Regions from separate parts of the Lactuca sativa genome. Here region 1 is linked to region 2. A link is a contact called in public Hi-C data. All regions are on one chromosome and are shown on one strand. Each heading gives the region's core, a stretch centred on a gene start, on an enhancer-like site or on the middle of the called end of the contact. The rest is flanking DNA. Distances are from core to core; before and after follow the strand shown.

What was found. A called contact is a pair of places that touch in the nucleus more often than the background predicts.
Region 1: a Hi-C map of leaf shows a contact between it and region 2, with 4 times the contacts expected there. The contact joins the promoter of LOC111894272 here to the promoter of LOC111894260 in region 2. A contact is called at or near these places in 3 of 4 Hi-C or Micro-C datasets (bud and leaf).

Annotation. Positions count from the first base shown.
Region 1 is chr3:17,133,340-17,138,766 of Lsat_Salinas_v11, forward strand. LOC111894272 (cellulose synthase-like protein G3) reads left to right here and starts at 2,997. Exons shown (of 6, transcript XM_023890349.2): 1 at 2,997-3,627; 2 at 3,812-3,961; 3 at 4,122-4,247; 4 at 4,341-4,775; 5 at 4,848-5,195; 6 at 5,262-5,427. The coding sequence starts at 3,073.
Region 2 is chr3:16,970,791-16,976,129 of Lsat_Salinas_v11, forward strand. LOC111894260 (7-ethoxycoumarin O-deethylase) reads right to left here and starts at 2,569. Exons shown (of 2, transcript XM_023890335.3): 1 at 1,585-2,569; 2 at 227-1,140. The coding sequence starts at 2,529. The coding sequence ends at 508.

The DNA of each region.
Region 1 (5,427 bases), core at 1,747-4,246, 160 kb after region 2:
CTTATGATCTTGTGATTTGCAAAATTGTAAGACTAGAGTTTTGAATAAAACCTAAGGTTAAGTAGAAAAGTGGGTGAAAGAGTATAGTAGCTAATATATGACGGCAAATCATAAATCAAATTGAATCAATAAACTAAATTGGTCAACTAATTATAAGTCTAATCAATTCAAACTAAACACTAGCGAGCTGGTAAGTTTGTCTGCCTGATCACCGAATAAATAAGCTAGTTTACTAAAGGATTTAATTAGTGAATACTAATTTGGTCATCTTAGGAATCGGTAACAAAAGAAACTAAATCCATTGCACCTCCATAAATCAACCATAATAACAACAAATCTGAAGCTGAACAAAAGTCTCTTTCTCACCTTGGTTAATTCATACTTGTTTTCTTGCTTAGTTTAGTGTTACTTTAATTAAGTGAATTTTGAGTTAATTTGGTATTTTAAGTATCTAATCTTGCAAAACTAGGAAAACAAAACCTTTTCTTATTTGATTTTTAATTACTTAAATAGTAAATTAAGGTAATTTAAACACCGTTCCTTATTTTCGACACTCGTTCTTACCATTTCTATAATATTGCACGATTAGGTACACTACCTAGTGTGTTTAATAGTCTAGTGAAGGGAATAAATTTATAAATTAAACTTGGATAAACATATAAGCACATTAAACTCACATCACCAGGGACCCCATTTCTAGCAGCAGGTGGTTGGCTGATGTCGCCAACGCTTTCGTACGAGACGGTGGCAGAGACAACCACCATATTCAGGGAGAGGGCTCTTTTTGTTCCACAGTATGTCGCAGACGAGGAGATGAAGAAGGCTCGTTATCACAAGATGCTGAGGAGTGACATCAGGGAGTTTGTGAGCAGGTCCAGCTGCAAGACACTGGAGGATATGATTGCCCGGGCCAGGGAGAGGGAGATCGATCTAGAGCACCTCAGGAAGAGGAAGCCAGAAGAGGCTCCGGTAGCTTCAGGTTCAGGCAAAAGACCCAAGGGGTCAAACGTGAGATTGAGGGATTATCAGGGCCGCAATCGTTATGCCAAGTGTGGCAGGACGCACGAGGGTGCGTGCAGGAGTGGTAGTGGTGGTGATTCTGGCTGCTTCAAGTGCGGTCGGACTGGTCATTTCAGTAGGGATTATACTACTACCACCACTCATGGATCAGAACTGATATGTTTTTATTGCTGTCAGAGGGGCCACAAGAAGGCCCCATGTCCGAGTTTGTTTCCAGCAGGACAGGTGATGGCAACTGCCCCCGCGACCATGAGGATCACCGACGGCTGTGAGGGCCAAGAGGAGGCGCCTGCAGTGGGGAGCAGGGCTTTTCAGTTGTCTATGGTGGAGGCTCGAGAAGCACTGAATGTTGCAGGTATGTATCTTTTGATTTCCTGTCAGTTTTTATTTATGATCATATTGGTATAGTACTACATCTATGTTAGCAAATGTATGTTAGAATTCTATTTATGTTCGTGTTCGGATCAAATGCCATCTGCATACCATGGGTTTTCGGACGGTAGTTCATAGCAGTACCCCCACTCCTTTTTGGGCTGGTTTCCGGGACGCAGTCAACGTAGCTGGTGAGAGTGGGACTCGGGAAGTGTCTTGTTAGTCTGCATGAGTGGTTCGGGTTTGGTATTGTTTAGTTTTGGATGTCCAGCAGTGGTAAGCATGGTGGGCAGCAGATCGGCCTTGGGTTGGAGAAAAGGATTGGGTATCCTTTCCGAGCTGGAACCTATAGGGATCTAGTTGAATCGAAGTGGGGGAGTATTATCCCAGTAGTTAGGTGCTGGAGTAGGAGCACAACTTGGATGCGTTCGCCTCATGGCTAAGAAGGAAACCAACTGAGGTAACCGTTTGGATAGAGCAGCGGGGAGTCGGGAGTTTGAGAAACATCCTGACGTTGAGTTCATGTATTCGCAGTAGTAGAGGACTGGTTTGGGAAACCAAGTTGTTGTTTCTCGGTAGCACGCGAGCTAATCAAGATGTTAGACTGTGGAGCACTCATTGTTGGACATTTTCAGGCTGGTAGCCAATTGTTAGAGGACTGTGGGCGGGGGCCCGAATCTCCTAGTTAGCGGAGTGTGGGTGAGGCCCGTATCTCCTAGTTAGTCGGATAGAGATCGGGAAAGGATAACTTGTTGAGGATTCAGGATGCTTTAGGACCCGTGTAGCCCCATATAAGTGAGATTGGAGGTAGGGTCACTCAGTAGTATGGTTTGGGTGACACCCGTGAGCGAGGCCCTTGTGATAGTATCAAGACAAGTAAGACTTAATGGAGAGACCGCTCTACAGGGTGGTACACCAAACGTACGACACCCTGAAGTCCATTTAGTAAGGATCCAATGGATCCAAGCCTAATCAATATAAAATAATCAACCCAATAAATATATAAATAATACCTTGAAGAATTACCGAGCCTTAGATGTTTTTATCATAAAGATAATCATTTAAAGATATTTCCTTCAAGAGGACCATTTAAATAGAATTTGAATACCATTTCAAACAAGAGAAAAAAAAAAAGAACATTTACCAACATCGACAATAACAATACAATTAGAATTCCAAATATTTTAATACAGACCCAACAATAAAGCCGACTTCGAAATAGAAAAACCCTGACTCGTGGTTTAAACAGGTTCACTTAGGTGTTGTTTATTTTTTCGAAGCGAAAATGTCTGAAGTCTGCAGACAACCTCTGCAATCCTCTATTGCAGAAGAGGGAGACCAAACGGCTACAACATGTAATAAAAAGTCTATATGTTTTTTAATCTATGTAGACTGATGCAATAAGTTAAAGTAAGATGTGAAGAAGCAAAAGGTCAAATATTGCGTCACGCAGTATACACGCAACAGTTTTTAACTCAAAAAATTTCTAAAAGTAAACGGTTGCGAATGATCAAATTTTACGCCTGTATGTACTGCAGGCGCAACAGTGGTAAAAAAACAACTTAGTTTATATAATTTGGTAAATATAATATCTATAATGGTGATAATGTAAACAACCGGCTAAGGAAGAAAGAAATAGCTAGGCATAGAGTTTAATTTAGACAACCATAACCACCTACCATGGCCGCCCTTCTCCTCCATTCCTCTGAACGACTTTCTAAAACATGGCTTAACCGTATTTTTGCAATCATCTATGCCACCGTCGTTTCTTTTCTCCTCCTCCGCCACTGCCGTAATTTAATCTACTATCCAATCCCCATCGCTCTGTTTCTAGCCGACTTTGTGTTAGCTTTTATGTGGTTCACCTCCCAATGCTTTCACTGGAATCCAATCCATCGCCGTGTTTTCCCAGAAAACCTGCAACAGTTCGTGGAGGAGAGAGAGTATCCGGCGTTAGATGTGTTGATTTGCACGGCTGATCCCACCAAAGAGCCACCAGTTGGAGTGGTGAACACGGCCTTATCTGTATTGGCATATGACTACCCGACGGATAAGCTTTCCGTTTACATATCAGATGATGGGGGGTCTGAAGTGACACTGTATGCGTTCATGGAGGGTGCTAAGTTTGCTAAGCATTGGATTCCATACTGCAAGAAGCATAGTATTGTTGATCGGTCGCCTGAAGTGTATTTTGAAAATGATCCTGCTTGGTTCCCTGAGACAGATGAAATCAAGGTGCTTCCTTCATTCCATTTCCGATTGCTGAATTTTAACCTTTAAATTTGTTTCTGAAATTAAGTGTATTCCTTAGTCCATGAAAAATAAAACATAATTGACATACAATTTAATAAATATTGAATAACAACTAATCAAATATTGATTATGCTGTGAAATAAGGCTAACTGATTTTGTGTGGCAGGCGATGTATGAAAGAATGAAATCAAGGGTGGAGAAGGTGGTGCAAAGTGGTGGCGTATGTTTAGATGAGGTGAAGGAATCAGAAATTCGTGATGCTTTCAGTAAATGGACGCCTAATTTCTCGCGTCGACATCATCCCACAATTATTAAGGTTTCTCCTATTCATGTAGTTGTTTGTTTTGTTATCAATTATCAATTTTAGTAAATAAATATGAGCTCACTTTGGAAATTTTTGAGAAAATTATCCATAGAAAAAACTTTTTGCCCCTTTTGTAGTGGTGTTTGATTTTCTTTATTTACACGAAATACAGATTATATTAGACAACACTATAGACAAAGATGTCGCAGGTGGCGTAATGCCAAATCTTGTCTACGTTTCTAGAGAAAAAAGCAACAACAAGCCCCATAATTTTAAGGCTGGAGCACTCAACGTCCTGGTAATCTCACAATTATCCGTGTTTGGTTTAGTTTTTCTGATGGGTAGAGTGGAAAAAGCTTCTTAATTTGTTTCAGTTTAATGATTATTGTAGCTTCGAGTGTCAGGCTTGCTGACCAATGGACAGATTGTCCTTGTTCTAGATTGCGACATGTTCTCAAATGACCCTGAAACGCCACTTCGCGCATTATGTTATTTTATGGATCCAAATGCTGATTCAAAGCTTGGATTTGTTCAATTTCCGCAAAGATTCAGTGGCATTAATACGAATGACATATATGCTTCGGAGTTCAAGGCCGAGACACAAATTTTAAGTCTTGGAATGGATGGCTTGTTAGGCGCTCAGTTTATGGGTACAGGAGGCTTTTTCAAACGACATGTTATTAGCAACGACTCATGCTTTGGATTCATTAAAGATACAATCATGCAAAAAAATATCTCAATTCCAATATGCACTAAGGATGTTTTGGTTTTAGCACACCAAGCAGCAAGCTGCGACTATGAGGATGATACAAAATGGGGATCCGAGGTTAGGCTTTCCCCCTAGTATTGTTTTCCTCAAAGAATTTGAAAAAAATAAATCATGATATTCATTTTGTAGATTGGATTTCGATATGGCACCTTAACCGAGGACACCTACACGAGCTTTCGACTTCATTGTGAAGGATGGAAGTCGATTCTTTGCAATCCAAAAAGAGCTGCGTTTCTTGGAGGCTCGCCCTCAAACTTGAATGATGCCCTAACCCAAACCAAACGATGGTACATGGGATTCCTCGAAATATTTTTTAACAAATATTGCCCAATAACGTATGGTATTCGATCAATGAATCCTCTGCATGCTTTATGTTACACACACTACACACTTCGTTCTTTTTGGTCGATTCCAATCATTGTCTACGCGTTCTTGCCTCAAATTTCGCTCCTCAACTCCTTCCCAATGTTTGCAAGGGTATCAATTCGACTTTTGATAATACAAACATCTTGTGAAAAAACTAAAGGATTATGCTGATTTCAGGTTTCGGAAGGTGGGTTTTCCTTGCATGCGTTTCTATTTCTTGGAGCTTATGGAAAAGATTTTTATGATTTTGTGGTCTTTGGAGGAGGATCGAAGCAAAGGTGGTGGAACTGCCAAAGAATGTGGTTGATGTGGGGGCTATCGAGTTATCCATTTGCATTGCTCG
Region 2 (5,339 bases), core at 1,319-3,818:
GCATAACCCTAAAACAAGGAATTGGTGGCGAATTTAGCGGGTTTCTCGATGGTCACATGCTACTACTAAATTTCAAATTATAAGTGTAATTTTTTATATTAAAATGCAACCGTTAAAAAACATAAAAACAATTACAACTAGTAGCTAGTATAAGGTGTGACTAATAATGTAAATTCTTGAGTCCACCCTTCCTACTAATTTGAGAGAAATAAGGAAACTCAAAAAATATGCAAGAATTCTTTTTATTAATGCATAACCCAAAAACAAGGAATTGAACACTTTATTTATAGTGTTATGCTAGGACCTAAATAGAAGAATAATTTATTTTAATGCTACTACTCCAACTTATTGGCGTCTGCAGTAGAACCAACTAAACCGATGGGTCATATCATAACATTACATTACTTGAAAGAAGGTTTGACAAGACTTGAGTTGCCAAAGACATAGAGATTTCCAACTATCTTCCTACAACACCTGCATCCAATATTTATTACATCTTATGGAACATTATATATAGAGCTTTTTGGCTGGTAACCTCTGAGAAGGAATAGCTATGAGTGATTTTTGTTTCTTGGGGACAAGCTTTTCAGACATCTCATGTTCTTTCACATCAGGCAAAGTCCAGTTGAACGAGTGCAACAATGAAGCCAAAAGGTACATCAACATCTTCTCGGACAAGGGAACCCCGGGACACCTTCTTCTGCCAGCACCAAAAGCGAGAAAATTGGTATTCAATCCGTTATAATCGAATTTGGTATTGGTAGTTCCATCGTGGTTTAGAAATCTATTAGGATTGAATTCTAAAGGATTATCCCAATATTTAGGATCTCTTTGTATTGCCCAAACATTCAAAAAGACGTTAGAACCTTTTGGGACTGTGTATTTGTCAACCTTGCAAGATTTATTGGGAGATCGCGTTACCAAGAGTGGAAGTGTTGGGTGTAAACGAAATGTTTCCTTAATGGTTGCATCCAGGTAAGGTAAGTTTGGAAGATGAGATTCTTCAACAATGTTGTTTAGGCCTACCACTTGTTCTAATTCGTCCTGTATCTTTTTCATTATATCTGGATTTTTCAAAAGCTCCATCATTGTACATTCTGTCACTGTTGTTGTTGTGTGTGTTCCTGCAACAAAAAAGTCCTGTTTCAATAAACAAAAGAAGGTTAAGGCGTTGAAGTGAAACAAATATATATATAAAAACTAGATAAAGATCTGGTAAGAATTTTTTTTTTGGTAGGATAGTAAAAAGATTTTTTCGACATATTTTTTTATGAATAAGACAAATGAATCACTAGATAAATAAAAAATAACACGATTTGTTATTCACTAAAATTTTTTGATTTACTAAAAATAAATCATGAAAATGTTTTTTTGAGAATTTTTTTTCTTACGGATCATGTAATGATTCAATTCGATATATATATATATATATATATATATATATATATATATATATATATATATATATATATATATATATATATATATATAATTTCTTACCAAAATTTTTATTATTCTGAATTGATCTTTATTATAAAAACTACACATCAAAAAAACAAACAAATTTAAATAAGATAAAGATACCATGAAAAGAGCTTTTATCTGCGTATCAGTGAATGATGACTCATTATTTTCTTGTTTCAGCTCAAGGAAAACCTGTAATAAATCCTTTCTTCCCTGTTGCTCTGCTGATTCTTTGGTTTTAAGGCTGATCACTCTATCATCGATAATCTTCTGGAAGATCCCATCGAGCTTCTGAGCTTCTTTCTTCATTTTTCGCTCCACCCCCTGCAAATCGAATCTGGCCAGCACCGGAAAATAGTCCGACACGTTGTTGGTTCCCAAAACCATCATTGCATTTGTAATCACTTCCCGGAACCCAACCATAAGAGTATTGCTTGCTTCATCTTCATCGAAACTTTTCCCCCATATTATGCTGGTTATGACCCTCAACAACGTAGAGAACGCAGTCTCACCAATATCCACCTCCGTGCCCATTGTTTCATACACATTCTTGACAGTTTTTCTGACTCCACCTCGCCGGAAAGAGAGTGAAGCTTCCAGGTTCTTGTGGCTCATCACTTCGTACATCAACACCTTACGCATGTTACGCAAGTAGTTGTTGTTGTCAGACCAGGTTATATCTTTGCCACCATATGTGAGAGCTATGCCAGCCACCGGAGGGTCTCGGTTAGCAAAAGTATCGTCTTGATCACGGAGCACAACTTTAGCCAGGTCTGAGGAGCTGATGACGACGTAGGTCTTACTTCCGAGCTGGAGTTTGAAAATCGGGCCAAAACGTTGACCCATTTTAGTGAATTCATCGAGCAAATTGGCGCCAAGAAACGGAAGGTAACCCACCACCGGCAAACCACGAGGTCCGGGCGGCAACCGTGACCTTGTCTTCCTGGATATGTACACTAAAATAGCGATTGAAATGGCCGATAAAGTGAGTACTGGGAAAGTGAGCATCTCGACTTTCTTGCTGGTAACTTCTGACCACCATGACCACCAGCTATCCACTATCATTTTGTGAAGCGATAAGCTGAATCACAATTATTAATATTATGATTTGTGAAGTAAAAAGCGATATACTACTTATACATCTATATCACGCGGAGAGTGGAGTGGACCCGCTTCTGTGTGTCTTTATTATAACTCTTTTATTTTATTTTACTTTTACATGATAACTTAAAAAGAAAATATATTTTTTTGATTCGGATAGATTTAGTCGTTAAGTTTATTTATTTATTTAATATTTATCATTTCAACTTGTTAAACTGTACACATTCAGTCCTAATGACCGGTTATTCTAGATTACTCTGGAAAAATGACTTAATCGAATAATATATTTATCATTTTGTACACACTTAGTCATTATTATTTTTATACACATTTAGTCATAACTTTCTTTTGTTTTTCGTACTCATTCAATACCTATGAATGATTTTTTTTTCGGTTTTTTTCACGATATTTTACGTGAGTCAATCATTGATGAGGTGTTTAGGGTTGTTGATGTTTATCTCTATTGTGATCTCGACTGTTCGGTTGCGTAGGTCATGTGGTTTGGCTTAGGTCATGTGTTCTAAACGTCGTAACTTCTTCATATGATATCAAATTTTAATGATCTTTATATCCACGTGTTCGTTTTTTTAGTCTACTACAACTTTCGTTAAGATTCCTCCTAATAAAATTTAATACATATTTACTTACGATTTTATAAAAAAAGAAAAACATGCACACATGCATTCATAAAAAAAACATATGGATATTAAGCTCATAAGTAAAAATATATTAATTTTTAACGGAAATTTAAACGAAAGTTGTAGTAGACTAAAATACGAACGCTTGGATATAAAGATCGTTAAAATCTGAGATCGTATGAAGAAATTATAATGTTCAGAACACATGACATAAGCCACCAAGTAGTCGAGATTACGAACATAAATATCAAAAGTCTCAAACACCTCATCAACGATTGTCCCACGTAATATGTAATGAGAAAAACCTTAAGAAATCATTCATAAGTACTGAATGAGTACAAAATCAAAAACGACTTAGTTTGTATATATATATATATATATATATATATATATATATATATATATATATATATATATATATATATATATATATATATATATATATATGACTAAATGTGTACAAAAATATTAAGGACTAAATGTGTACAAAATGAGAAATAGATTACCCTATTAAGTCATTTTTATCGGATAACCTGGATTAGCCGGTCATAAGTACTGAATGTATACAATTTAACAAGTTGAAGATGTAAATGTTGACGAGAAAAACTCAATAATCAAATGTGTATATATTAAAAAATAAATTACCATTTTAAGTCATTATCCCATAACTAAAGAAAACCCTTTTTGGCTTTTTACTACGATTGTTTTCTGAACTCAAAAAAACCTAAATAATAACTCTAATCAATAATATATTTAAGTATTTTTATTTTTATTTTTTACTTTTTGTAATATCAAATTTTTTGTATTGTTAAATTGTAATCGTTTGATATTTATATATTTACAATAAATGTTTATTAAAGCTCCACACTTTTTATATTATTATAAAAACTTGAGTGTTTGGGTATATCAACATGCACAACGGTATCAGGTGGTGTCTTCATTTCTTAAGGTCGAAGGTTTAAGTCCCGTTGTTGACATAGATGAAATTAGGTGTTAGTTTAGGAATAGATTATATATATATATATATATATATATATATATATATATATATATATATATATATATATATATATATATATATATATATATATATATATATATATATATATATTTATATTTACCGGTTAAAAAAAAATTATTAAACTATTAAAGATGCATAATTAAGATTAGATGTGTTTCCATTATGATGCCAAAAATATACATATTGTTACATAAAGAATATACACAATATTTTTTGTTTTATATTTATTTTAGATTTTTAAAAGTGTAATGAATAAAATACCATCCAAACAATTCTTATATTATATATTTATTCATCATAGTGTTTGTAATCTTTTTATATATATGTAAATTATTAACATCTTACATCATATATTATAGACTTATTCACCAAAACGTACGTTAAAAATATTTTTTTATATAGATTATTAGCATCTTACATCATAAATGACGAAAGAGATGTAATTTAGTACCTTATTTTTTCATTGTATTGTTTTAAATATTTAATCTATCGTGATTCACATGTATGACTTTATATAAAACAATCCTATACAAGCCTCTTAGACTTGAACGTAATTTATCATACGAAAAGATTCTTATTTTTATTTTTAATTTTCATATTATGTTTTAAAATAATGTACCAAATTATGGTATTTTCATCCAAAATATAATTCAAAACCAACTTAGAGTACACAGTATAATTTAAAAGATTTTTCAAAATATATTTATGTAGTACAAGTGTACAACGCCCATTTTTATTTCATTAAAACAAGTTATTTAAAAAACAAATATATTAACATAACAATGTAACCAGAAAAAAGAATTTTTTCATTGAAACAAACTTAAAATATAATATTTTCATACAGATTTCTTAAGAAACGACTTGTACGTAGAATTATGGACAATCATCGGAACCGGGTATCCGTTTTCGGAACCGGGTATCCGTTTTTGGAACCGGAACCGCCTTGGAATAGCCGGTTTTGGAACTGGAATCGCCTAAGGCGGTTTCGATTCTGGTTCCTAAAGTTATGCCTTAAGCGGTTCCGGTTTCGGTTCTCATTTTTTCGGAACCACTGGGTACCCGCCGGAACCGGTATATATATATATATATATATATATATATATATATATATATAT